Linked DNA regions of Mus musculus: region 1 is linked to region 2. Evidence: chromatin contacts called from public HiChIP or PLAC-seq data. All regions are on one chromosome and are shown on one strand. Each heading gives the region's core, a stretch centred on a gene start, on an enhancer-like site or on the middle of the called end of the contact. The rest is flanking DNA. Distances are from core to core; before and after follow the strand shown. Region 1 has its middle 60 kb from the start of Gm11981. Region 2 holds the start of Ramp3 (receptor (calcitonin) activity modifying protein 3).

Region 1 (5,049 bases), core at 149-2,648, 120 kb after region 2:
TGTGTGTGCATGCACACACATACATACACACATGCACATAAAAAAATGTTTACTAAATGACCCAAGGAGTAAAATTTAAAAAAAAAAAAAGGAAAATCTACATCCAAGCAACCAAACCAATTTATTCAATAAAGTCATAGCATGGGAAATGATGGAGATAATTTTGTTTTGTCTTGCAACAGGACCTGTCTTAGGGTTTCTGTTGGTGTGATAAACATTATGGCTGAGGTAGTTTGAATAGGTATGGGCTCCATAGACAAGTGTTTGAATGCTTGGCCATAGGGAGTGGCACTATTAGTAGGTGTGGTCTTGTTGGAGTGGGTGTGGTCTTGTTGGAGTGGGTGTGGTCTTGTTGGAGGAAGTGTGCCATTGTTGGGGGCAGGCTTGCAGGTCTCCTATGCTCAAGCTCTGTCAAGTGTGGCACATAGTCTCCTTCTGCTGCCTTCAGATGAAGATGTAGAACTCTCAGTTCCTCCAGCACCATGTCTGCCTGGACGCTGCCATGTTTCCCACTGTGATGAGAATGAACTAAACCTCTGAAACTGTAAGCCAGCCCTAATTAAATGGTTTTCTTTATACTAGTTGCCTTGTTCATGGTGTCTCTTTACAGCAATGAAACCCTAAGTAAGACAGGTCCTGTCTTAGGGATTCTATTGCTGCGATAAACACCATGGCTAAAAGCAACTTAGGAAGGAAAGGGTTTACTTCAGCTTACACTTCTGTATAGATCCATTGTAGATGGGCACCAGGGCAGGAACTCAAGGCAGGGACCTGGAAGTCGGAACTGAAGCTGCGGCCAAGGTGGAACTCTGCTTTCTGGTTTGCTCACAGGCCAGTCTGGTAGGGGCTTTTTCTCAGTTGAAGGTCCCTCTTCCCAGATGTCTTTAGTTTGTATTAAATTGACATAAAAACTGGTCAGCACATGAAAGGAGGGTCAAATCTCACCAGAAATAATTCTGAGGAGACTGGAAGAGGAGAGGCATGAAATGTGTCATGGGGAGGACCTGTTCATGGGATTGATGCTACGTATGTGCACACACACACACACACACACACACACACACACACACACACACCATTGGTGGCTTGTTCAGGTACCATGCCTTAGCTTTGTAAGCATTGAGCCTCACCATTAAGTACTGTGTGGAAATGAGACTCAACACTAAAAACCAAGGCGCCATTGGTTGGAATGGGTATAGGAAGATTACAAAACTAATTACAGTTTCTCTGCATGTCCCAGAGCACAGAAGTCACGGTCTCAATTGTGGTCTAGTGGCATTTGCTTCAGCTATTTAATTTCTGTACTTGTTGTGACAATTGCTTTGATAGAGTGCATTTGTCGAGGGTTTAAAAGTCGCAGCATTTATGGGCTTCCGGCTTTTGTGAAGGAAGACAGATTGTTGGAGTATTTGAATGTCATGATAATGAGGCTGGACCACAGGAACAATTGGTATGTTTTCATGTAATTGAGCCCATTCAGGCGCAATTGTTTGTAAGTTCTGAAATACCACCGTGACATCAGACTTTCTTAGCAATCTGCAACATCCTGCCGTGCACCCACCTAGATCAGTCTGTTTTAAAAATTCATTTCAGTGCAAATGATGCAGAGAGAATGAGTTAAAAAAGTTGGATTCAAGCTAAGATTTTGCTAATAAGACTTTCAGCCTGGAAAAGACAATTGTAAACCTGCTGATTTCTACTCTTTCCTGCTGAGCTAACAGGAAAAAAGTGAGAGGAAGGCAGAAGGTGGCTTTGCGAGGTAGGAGGGGCAAGCTCAGCTCCTCTGGGACCCAAGGACTGTAAAAACACGGTCAAAGTACTCTCACCGTGATCTGGGAACATAGGTTCAGATCTCCTTGAGAAACAGGCTCCCCTGTGGAGACAGTTACATGGATTTTGATAGCAGAAGAACAAAAGAAAGTCATAAATCAAATCATTATTTTTTTTCAAATAGGTTGGTGAGGACAATAGACAGCTGAGTTATAGGAGCTTACAGGTTCTCTGTCTGTCTGTCTGTCTGTCTGTCTGTCTCTGGGCTGAGATTCTATTTAATAACGTTCTTGAGGCTTAGGTTGGTGGAAGCCAGAAGTTTCTCTCCATTCTGAAGGCTTTACCTCATAGTTGAAAACATGCTAAGTTGGATACAGAGGTGGGCATATTTATTAATACATATTTTATACATATTTATTAAAGGGACCAAAGGTAACCCGAGGTCATTCTGATTATGACTTGCCATCGCTCCTCTAGACACTCACAGACGTGTAGTCCGTTAGCTTTATAGAGTCCTTTCACATCAGTGTGGCTTTCCCGCACTGGGACCTTCATCTCACAGGTCAGCTTGTTGGTCAAACATCACCATTTGTACATGTGGAGGGCAAATACTGCTCTGTGTCCTCCACTGCTAGGAAAACTCATTCCTAGGGTCTGATAAGTGTGGGGCTGAGTGAAGGGTTCATTTCACTTTACGGCTAGAGTGCATTATTGAAGAAAGCCAGGGCAAGAACTCAAGGCAGGAACTGGAGCAGATACCGTGGAGAAACCGTGCTTGCTCAGCATTTTTATTATACAAGCCAGGACCTGCCCAGGGGTGGTACCACCCAGAGTGGGCCAGGCCCTCTTACACCAACCAATAATCAATAAATATCGCACAGACTTGCCTACAGGCCAATTTGACGGGGTCATTTCCTCCCTCTTCCCAGATGACTGTAGCTTGTGACAGAAAACTAACCAACAGTGTTAACCAGTAAGAAAGAGGGCTTGGGATCATATTACAATTGTCCACTCTCATCTGGGTCATTGTGTGTGTGTGTGTGTGTGTGTGTGTGTGTGTGTTTGACAAAATAATCAAAACCTGTAGGTCCTAAAGAAGCAGACATCCCTAAAGTCACACTCTGTATGTAGTTACGTGCATAGATTCTATGAAATGGAATGTTTGATGTTTAGGGCATTTGGAACACTTATTATTATTTTTAGAATTAATTTTTTATTAGGTATTTTCTTCATTTACATTTCCAATGCTATCCAAAAAGTCCCCAATATACTCCCCCCCCCCCCCCACTCCCCTACCCACCCACTCCCATTTTTTGGCCCTGGCGTTCCCCTGTACTGGGGCATATAAAGTTTGCAAGTCCAATGGTCCTCTCTTTCCAGTGATGGCTGACTAGGCCATCTTTTGATACTATTATTATTATTTTTCAATTTGCTATTTTTATTAAAAGAACAGCAAATGCAGAGAGAGCCAAGGTGAGAAAGAGAAGGGTAAAAAGCTAAGCAACCTTCCACAGAAAGGAAGTGAGTGAAGACAGTAAAAGGGCGTGGCTCCAGGAAAGGACAAACTATGGCTGCTGGGGACAGGTTCTCCACAGGCAAGGATTTAACGAACGAAACTCATCTTTGATTTGAAGTGGGCTGCTGTTGCTTTGATTTTGGGGGGGGGGGTGTCTCATGTCAGTCCTTGCATAGTGCCCCACATCCATAAAAAAGAACCTCGTGGAGAAACACACCTTGCTTTGTTTCTAACTCTGGAAGTCAACACAGGTAAAGTGATACACAAACTACTGATGAATCTTAGCTGGAGATGGATAAAACTAATCATATCCAAAAGCCATGATTATTCAAACAGATCTAATACTGGAAAACATGCAATGCAAGGGAACCCCTGACTCTCTAGAGCCCAGCCTCCTGAGCACAGGGCATGGTAAGCCAGCGTGATAGGGGCCTTCGTTCTTCCTTCCTTTCCTGCCAGTTGGAAATCATTGGAGCACTTGCTTCTCTGCCCAACCTTTATACACAATATGGAGCTACAGGAAGCGCCTGGGAGGGAACGTTATGATGGAAAGAAACAGAAGATGCATCAGTTTTCCTAGGTGCTGGTAGCAAATTTTCAGAGAAGAACAAGTCACTCGAGGACATGCATGGAGGACGGAAGGCAAGCAGGACATGGGAAATGACATGTCCAAAGATGGGACTTCAACAGTTAGGTGAACAAAACACGGGCACTCTTCACCAGCAACACAACCTGGTGTGAAGCTGAAGTGGGTCAAGCCTCCTGCCGTCTTCACGCATCCGCGTTCCTGAGAGCCTGTTTGGACTTCTGCTTGAGAGGAAGGCAGGGCTGTGTGCTCTTCTTCCATAATTCACTTCCTCATTCAAACAAAAAATCCACTCCTTCACCTCCTGGGTGGGAGGCAGAGGCCTTTGTTTTCAACTAAAGCCAATCTCAGATGATTGGCCACGCTGTCCAAAGGCTACCCGATGACAGAGTGAGAAGAACCAAGGGTTCCGCGGTCTTCACAGCAGTTCTGAGATGGCTCCTCCTGCTTTTGATCCCTTAGGCCGTACTGCTTGCTTCTTCTTGGAAATGCCATTCCCCTTCACACCCAGTAGTGGATGGACTTCATCATTCGGCACTTCTTGGAGCTTTATATTGGTGGTTTTAGGTTTCTTCTTTGGTGGCTGGGACCCATCTGCTGAAGACTGCCTCTTCTTCTCTGAACTAGCCCCTTCATTAATCAAGGAGCTTGGGACTGCATCCGGTGGAGGGCCATACGGGTTTTCTTCAGGGTCTTCTACCTCAGGGGCAATGGGTAAATACAATAGAGCCTTTGAATCTTTCAGCTCTTCATCACTGCTACAGAAGGCAGCAATGGGATCCACGCTGGTGTCATCCACTTCCTCATCTGCAGCAGCATCAGCCGTGTTTGCTCAGGCCCACTTTTATCTTCATCCTCAATATCAAATTCTGGTCTGGTGCAAATGCACTCCAATTTTCTACTTGATTTTGGGCCCAAATGGACACCACTCCACTAGAAATAGAAGCTATGATGGGTCGGACTGGATGCCAAGCTACGTCCAGCAGGAGTTCCCCTCTGGTCCCATGTAAGATCTTCACCAGGTTGCCAATGCTCTTTTCCAAGATATACAGCACATGCTGCCTCGCAGAGCCCGCCACTATGTACTCCCCATCCCCAGAGAAAGAACTTTTTTTCCATGGAGTCCTATTCACCAAGTCCTGCAGCTTCTGCAGAGGCTCTGGCTCTCCATCTCTTC
Region 2 (5,225 bases), core at 1,753-4,252:
CCTTAAACATTTAAGAGGAAGAGTAATTGGCTGGCCACAGTGCCTTGAATTGGGAAGTTGGTCTAAAGGCTGGTGAACGATGTCGGGGTAAGAGAACCCTAGAGCACAAGATGCAGGCTCAAGACGGCTCAGCCTGACGAGTCTGAGAATATAGATGCGTGCACACATGTGTGGGAGGAGTGGCCATTCCCGTTGTAGATGGAAAAACAGCAAAGATCAACAGCAACCTTGGCAACCTCACTGGTGGGCTGAGAGGTGTACGAGGGATGCAGTAGCTATTGTGGGGCCTCCTGACCCACGGTGGCTCCAGGAGTTCCAAGGCTCATCAATTAATATGCTCTTGTCCTCAGAGTGATGGCCCCAGCAGATGGCCAGCATTTCTGACATTTACAGAGCTCCAGCTCACGGACATTCTGACTTTAGGCACCAGCCGAGTGGTCTCGCTCCAGCCCCATGCTTCACTTCCTCAGGTCCTGTTCTGCCAGGACAACCCATCTTCATCTCTAGTGTGTTCATCACCTCACCTGCCGAAAACCCTAGGGCAGGGGAATTCGTCCTGCTCTAGTGTGTGGGGCAGGTTTGGTTGGCATTGCTCAAGCCCTATCCTCAACCATGTTCCTGTCGGGTCTGGACCATCAGGTAAGCTCTCTACCCTAGGGATGCCGTACACAGCTTGGGTTTTCCCCCAAGCCAGCCCTACCGAGTGCTGAGCAAGGAAATGAGTGCTCCATGTTATTAATCACTTACTGCCGCTGAGCCTGAGGGTCACAGCCATCAGAGACGGATGCCTGCTTCAGGCCAGGAGTCAGGATCTTGTGGAAGAGCAATGGGAGTCTGTGACAGCCATGAGTCCCTTGTCATGTCCTCAGAGGCTTCTCCACAGTGACTGCTATCTCCGAGAGGGAATTCTGTCTCTCAGCCCTGTATCCCTATGGTCACAGGATCTCTGTGGTGGACAGACTGTCAAAGGCAGCTTGGCTCTGACCAGCCCTGGCTCACACTGTCCTGCTTGACACCGCTGGGGTCCCAGGGGTCAGTCAGTCATTATGTAGAATAGAGAGCAGGATCTGGACAGGTCTGGAGAGAGGAGCCGTGACTCCGAGTGAAGGAGACAGTTCTGTACCATGCCACATGTGCAGCCTAGCCAGGGCCCGGGGGCCCGGGAGGGAGGGGGATGGGAAGAGCGGGCGGTCCCTACGTCAGGAAGGCTGAATGGTGGCTATGGCACTGACCTCCCTTTGGTACCGTCCTTCCTCATCTGCTTTGAAGGTGTGACATAGGCTGCGGCTCAGCAGGATTAGAGGCCCTTGGGGCATACCAGGGGCATGGGCAGCCCTGTGTAGCTGAGGTGTTGGGACTCACCTCTGTGGACTGAGTGAGCTTTCTCCACAGCAGAGCCAGTGAGCAGGTCCTGCATTCAGCTGCCCGAGTAGTGCCCACCCGAGGTGTGCGTTCGTCATTGCTGACGATAGTCAAGGTGGTACAGAGTCTGCCTTCCCGTTTCTGACTTCAGGTTGTGGGACAATCAGCCCTCTATAAGAGCAACCTGCTGGCTTATCCTTTTTGTCCTGATTAGCGCCCCCTCCCCTTAGCACAGGGGCAGGGATAATGGCCTAGATGTTGGCCCCTCTTGAAGGAGGATGACTGACCAAGTTAAATCAGTTTTACTTTTAATTAGACTCCTTTGTTATTGCTGTAGCAAGCCCAGGCTTCCTAGGTTCTCTTTGCTAACTGGTTTTTAAAAATGCTATTTTTTTTAATCTTTAAGATTTCTTTGGTTTATATGTATGGGTGTGCACAATTGCGTGCGGCACCCTCAGAGGCCAGAACGAACTGGATCCCATGGAGCTGGCGATACAGATGATCATGCGCTACCTCCAGTACCTGTGGGAACCAAACCCAGGTCCCCTGTAAGTGCCCTTAACCACTGTGACATCTCTTCAGCCCTAAAGTAGTTACAGGGTTTTGTTTGTTTATTTGCTTGTTTGTTTTTGTTTCTGGCTTCGACCAGAATTTTCTCAGTGAAAATTCACAGAAAGTTGTAGTGAGCCTTTCTAGGTCAGGAAAGGTGAGCTGAGCTCAGTGATGGGGCGTGGGAGACAGAAGTGCTTGTTTAGGTGGGGAAAGCCATCCTCCCAGGTCTGGGCCTTAGCTCTCAGACCAGCAAGTGCTTTCCTGGGGGACAATAAGCTTTGGAGGACAAAGAGGTCTGCTTTTCTCTTTCTGAGGAGTGGTCCCAACATTGGGAACAGGAAGCTGTCCTGGGCTTGAGGGACAGATGTAGTCTATGGTGGGAGAAACTGAGGCCTTTTCTTTTCTTTCTACCTGCTGATTCCAGAAGCCAGGTCCTTGGAGGCCCCGTCACTGACCCGCCTGCCCTCAGTTAGCTTCAGACTTAGCCATTTGTGTTTGCATGTGTGCACACCCAAGCTCCCCTCCCCAGTGCCTCAGTCTGGAAGAATGCCCCCCCCCCCCCCATCTGCTCAGCAACCCACTTCATGCCCTTCTCTGTCCCTTGGAGACAGGCAGGGCTCTCAGACTTGTCTCTGCTTAAATTTATGTGCCTGGCTTAGGGGGGTCCCACAGGACCTGCAAGGATGAACCCCGGGTTTCTCCGAGTTCAACCTCTTGTCTGTCTTCTGCCTGGCTCCCCTCTATCAACCTGTACTGCATAACTCCCTTCATTTCTCCAGCTTGCTTCCCAGTTTGACACTGAGGTTAATCCGGCTCATCCCCAGACCAAACCTGCAGTCTTCCGGTTAGAACCCCTTCTCCATTCCCGCCACGCTGGACTGGCTCTCCCACCCGACTGCACTTCCCCTTCCTCTGTTCCAGTCTATATCCCAACGCGACCCCCACCTCCTGTCCCCACCACCTGCCCCTCCAGAGAGAAGCTGAGAATTCTAGGCAACGGAGGGAGTCAGGGGCGGGGTGGGGGCGTGGCCTGGGTTGGGGCTCTCCGAGGTCCCGCCCTGGTCCCGCCCCAAGCCTCTTACCTCCGAATGTCGCTGTTGCTGCAAGCCGGCTGCATCTTAGTTGGCCATGAAGACCCCAGCACAGCGGCTGCACCTTCTTCCACTGTTGTTGCTGCTTTGTGGTAAGGAGACATTTGGGTCGGGGTACTCCATCTCCTCGGGTCCTTGGGACCCACGCGGACTCTCTCCTTCCCGCGTCCAGCCTAGGCTGCGCTCTTCCCCCCCCCCCCCCCCCCCCAGAGTTTGGAAAAGACACAGGCACGCTGACTCCAGCACATCCTGCAGGTTTTGTGGAGGGTCTTCATAACTCCTCCAACCTTAGAAGAGCTGAGGGAAAAGGCTTTGAGCTGCAAGGGCTGCACAGTTCCCTGTGGGGTAGAGATATTCTGGGGTCCAGGGAAGGGTCTTTGGTGAGGTAGTGAGTTTCTTTCCCATCCTGCCCCGGGCACATGGCACACAGGTGCAGGTAGCTAGAATCCTTTTCCAGTGAGAAAATCGGACTCAGGGAGAAACATTGCTTTCACAAGATAGAAATGGGATAAATATTAAGCTTGTTTTGAAAGGGGTGTGGAGGGAATAAAGTTAGTAGGGAGACATATTAAAGGAGCCTGAGGGAGTTTAATGGGGCGGGGAGAGTAGGAGTGGATATGCTCAAAATACTTTGTATACATATGTAAAATTTCAAAGAATAAAAAGTGAAGTATCTTACTGAAGAAGTTACCCAAGGATAAATAAGAGGATACATGTATGTGTATGTGTATGTGTATATGCTTGTGTACACACATGTATGCATGTACCTGTGGCTCTGGGTGTGCCTGATTGTATCTGTGTGCCTGTGTGGGCATGTGTGTGCATGAGTGCCTGTGGAAGGGTTTGATAGGAGAGGGCTTGCTGGGCAAGGCCAGTGCTTGGCTAGAACTGTGAGGGAAGCTGTTGGCAGGAGGGGGCTCTGTCCTCCAGGAGGAGGGGCTCTGTCCTCCAGGAGGAGGGGCTCTATCCTCCCTCCAGGTGGAGGGGCTCTGTCCTCCAGGGCCATGGTCCCGAGTTTTCCTTACTCTCCTGGTTCAGCCTCCTTGGCTGTAAGATGAAGTTGGACCTGTTTGTAGTGTCTTCCTCAGTGTTGATGACTTGGGATGCGGTCTGGGAGTTGGGACAGAGGTGGGCCAGACTCAACAATTAGTTCTCTCCCTTTGAAGAGGTCTCTGCTTACAGAGTGAGACCATTTTTCGTGTTCTACAGTGGGCGCTCAGGCTGGGGTAGTTTTATGTTGAAGGCTGGGACTGTGACCACCTCCAGAAGGCAGTGAGCTGTTTTGGGATTTCAGCAAGCCTCCAGTGCAAGGCTCCCCTGGTGAGGAGTTTGGTTTCTAGAGGAAGGAGGTCCAGAGTTTATCTGGAAGGAAACCATGTCTCTCCTGACTGTTTCTAGTATGGAACTGGGAAGCAACACAGACAGAAACCTCATGAAATTGTAGCAATCCTGGTCCCCAATGGCCACCTTTCCATCCTACTGTGGAAGTCCCCACAGTCCCCAACAGCCACCTCCCTATCCTACTGTGGAAGTCCCCACTGTCCTCACCCATGGGACCAGGCTTCTTAGTGGCCGGTCAGGTTCAGCCTTCTCACAGACCTGGCTACAGTGAGTCTGGCCAGCCCGGGAGTCAGAGATGAAACATGTACTGTCACACGCAGTCTGGCCAAGGTGGGGTCTGAGCTCTGCAAGGGATGAGCTGAGCTTCCTAGCTCCCAGGAACGCTGACTGCCACCTATGCTTTGTTGACACTGTGATGTCTGGAACTCTAGATTCTGAGCCTAGTCACTGTAGAGAACAGCATCAGGAGAGCCTTTGTTTCCAAACAATAAAGGTCTCGGCCTGTGGGGCTTCCTTGAAATTCTAACGTACTCTACAGGGACACTTTGATGCTTCTCAGGGTCCTGGGATGAGGAGTCCAGCAGGTAGGTATCCACCTATTGGCTCTTAGCCTCAGTTTCCCTGTTGTTGGCCTGAGTGTAGCTGTGGAGTGCTGCTGTACGGACTGGCTTGAGTCAGTTAAGTTTGGCCCAGTCACTCTGTGGTGGAGCCGAAATGCTCATGGAAAAGCAGAGGCCGCTCCTGGTATATGTGTTCCTGTCACCATGAGTGAGAGCACCCGGGATCTGTGTGTGCACGCATGTGTGCGCGCGTGTGTGCCCACATGTGTGTCTGGGAATGTGAACACAGTGCCCCAATTTTTATCATGAGTTATATAGT

The links. HiChIP or PLAC-seq counts read pairs in DNA pulled down with a chosen protein or histone mark.
Region 1: an H3K27ac HiChIP or PLAC-seq map of embryonic stem cells shows a contact between it and region 2, with 6 read pairs. The contact joins the enhancer-like site here to the promoter of Ramp3 in region 2. A contact is called at or near these places in 28 of 39 promoter capture datasets (the 3T3-L1 cell line, 3T3-L1-derived adipocytes, the C10 cell line and 17 more), 49 of 484 Hi-C or Micro-C datasets (B cells, the Ba/F3 cell line, the C2C12 cell line and 28 more), 18 of 115 datasets of contacts at active chromatin or transcription factors (the 230-238 cell line, astrocytes, bone marrow-derived macrophages and 8 more) and 3 of 9 other capture datasets (adipose tissue, liver and pancreatic islet).

What each region holds. Positions count from the first base shown.
Region 1 is chr11:6,777,388-6,782,436 of GRCm38.p6, forward strand. It overlaps the pseudogene Gm11977. Among named protein-coding and RNA genes, the nearest start is that of Gm11981, 60 kb to the left of the region's middle. Within about 2 kb of position 1,399, at least 9 of the 459 cell types and tissues checked have an H3K27ac peak or open chromatin away from gene starts, as enhancers often do. A contact at or near this core is called in embryonic stem cells, where this site is marked.
Region 2 is chr11:6,655,531-6,660,755 of GRCm38.p6, forward strand. It overlaps Ramp3 (receptor (calcitonin) activity modifying protein 3), which reads left to right and starts at 3,003. Exons shown (of 3, transcript NM_019511.3): 1 at 3,003-3,097. The coding sequence starts at 3,043. It also overlaps the pseudogene Gm11978.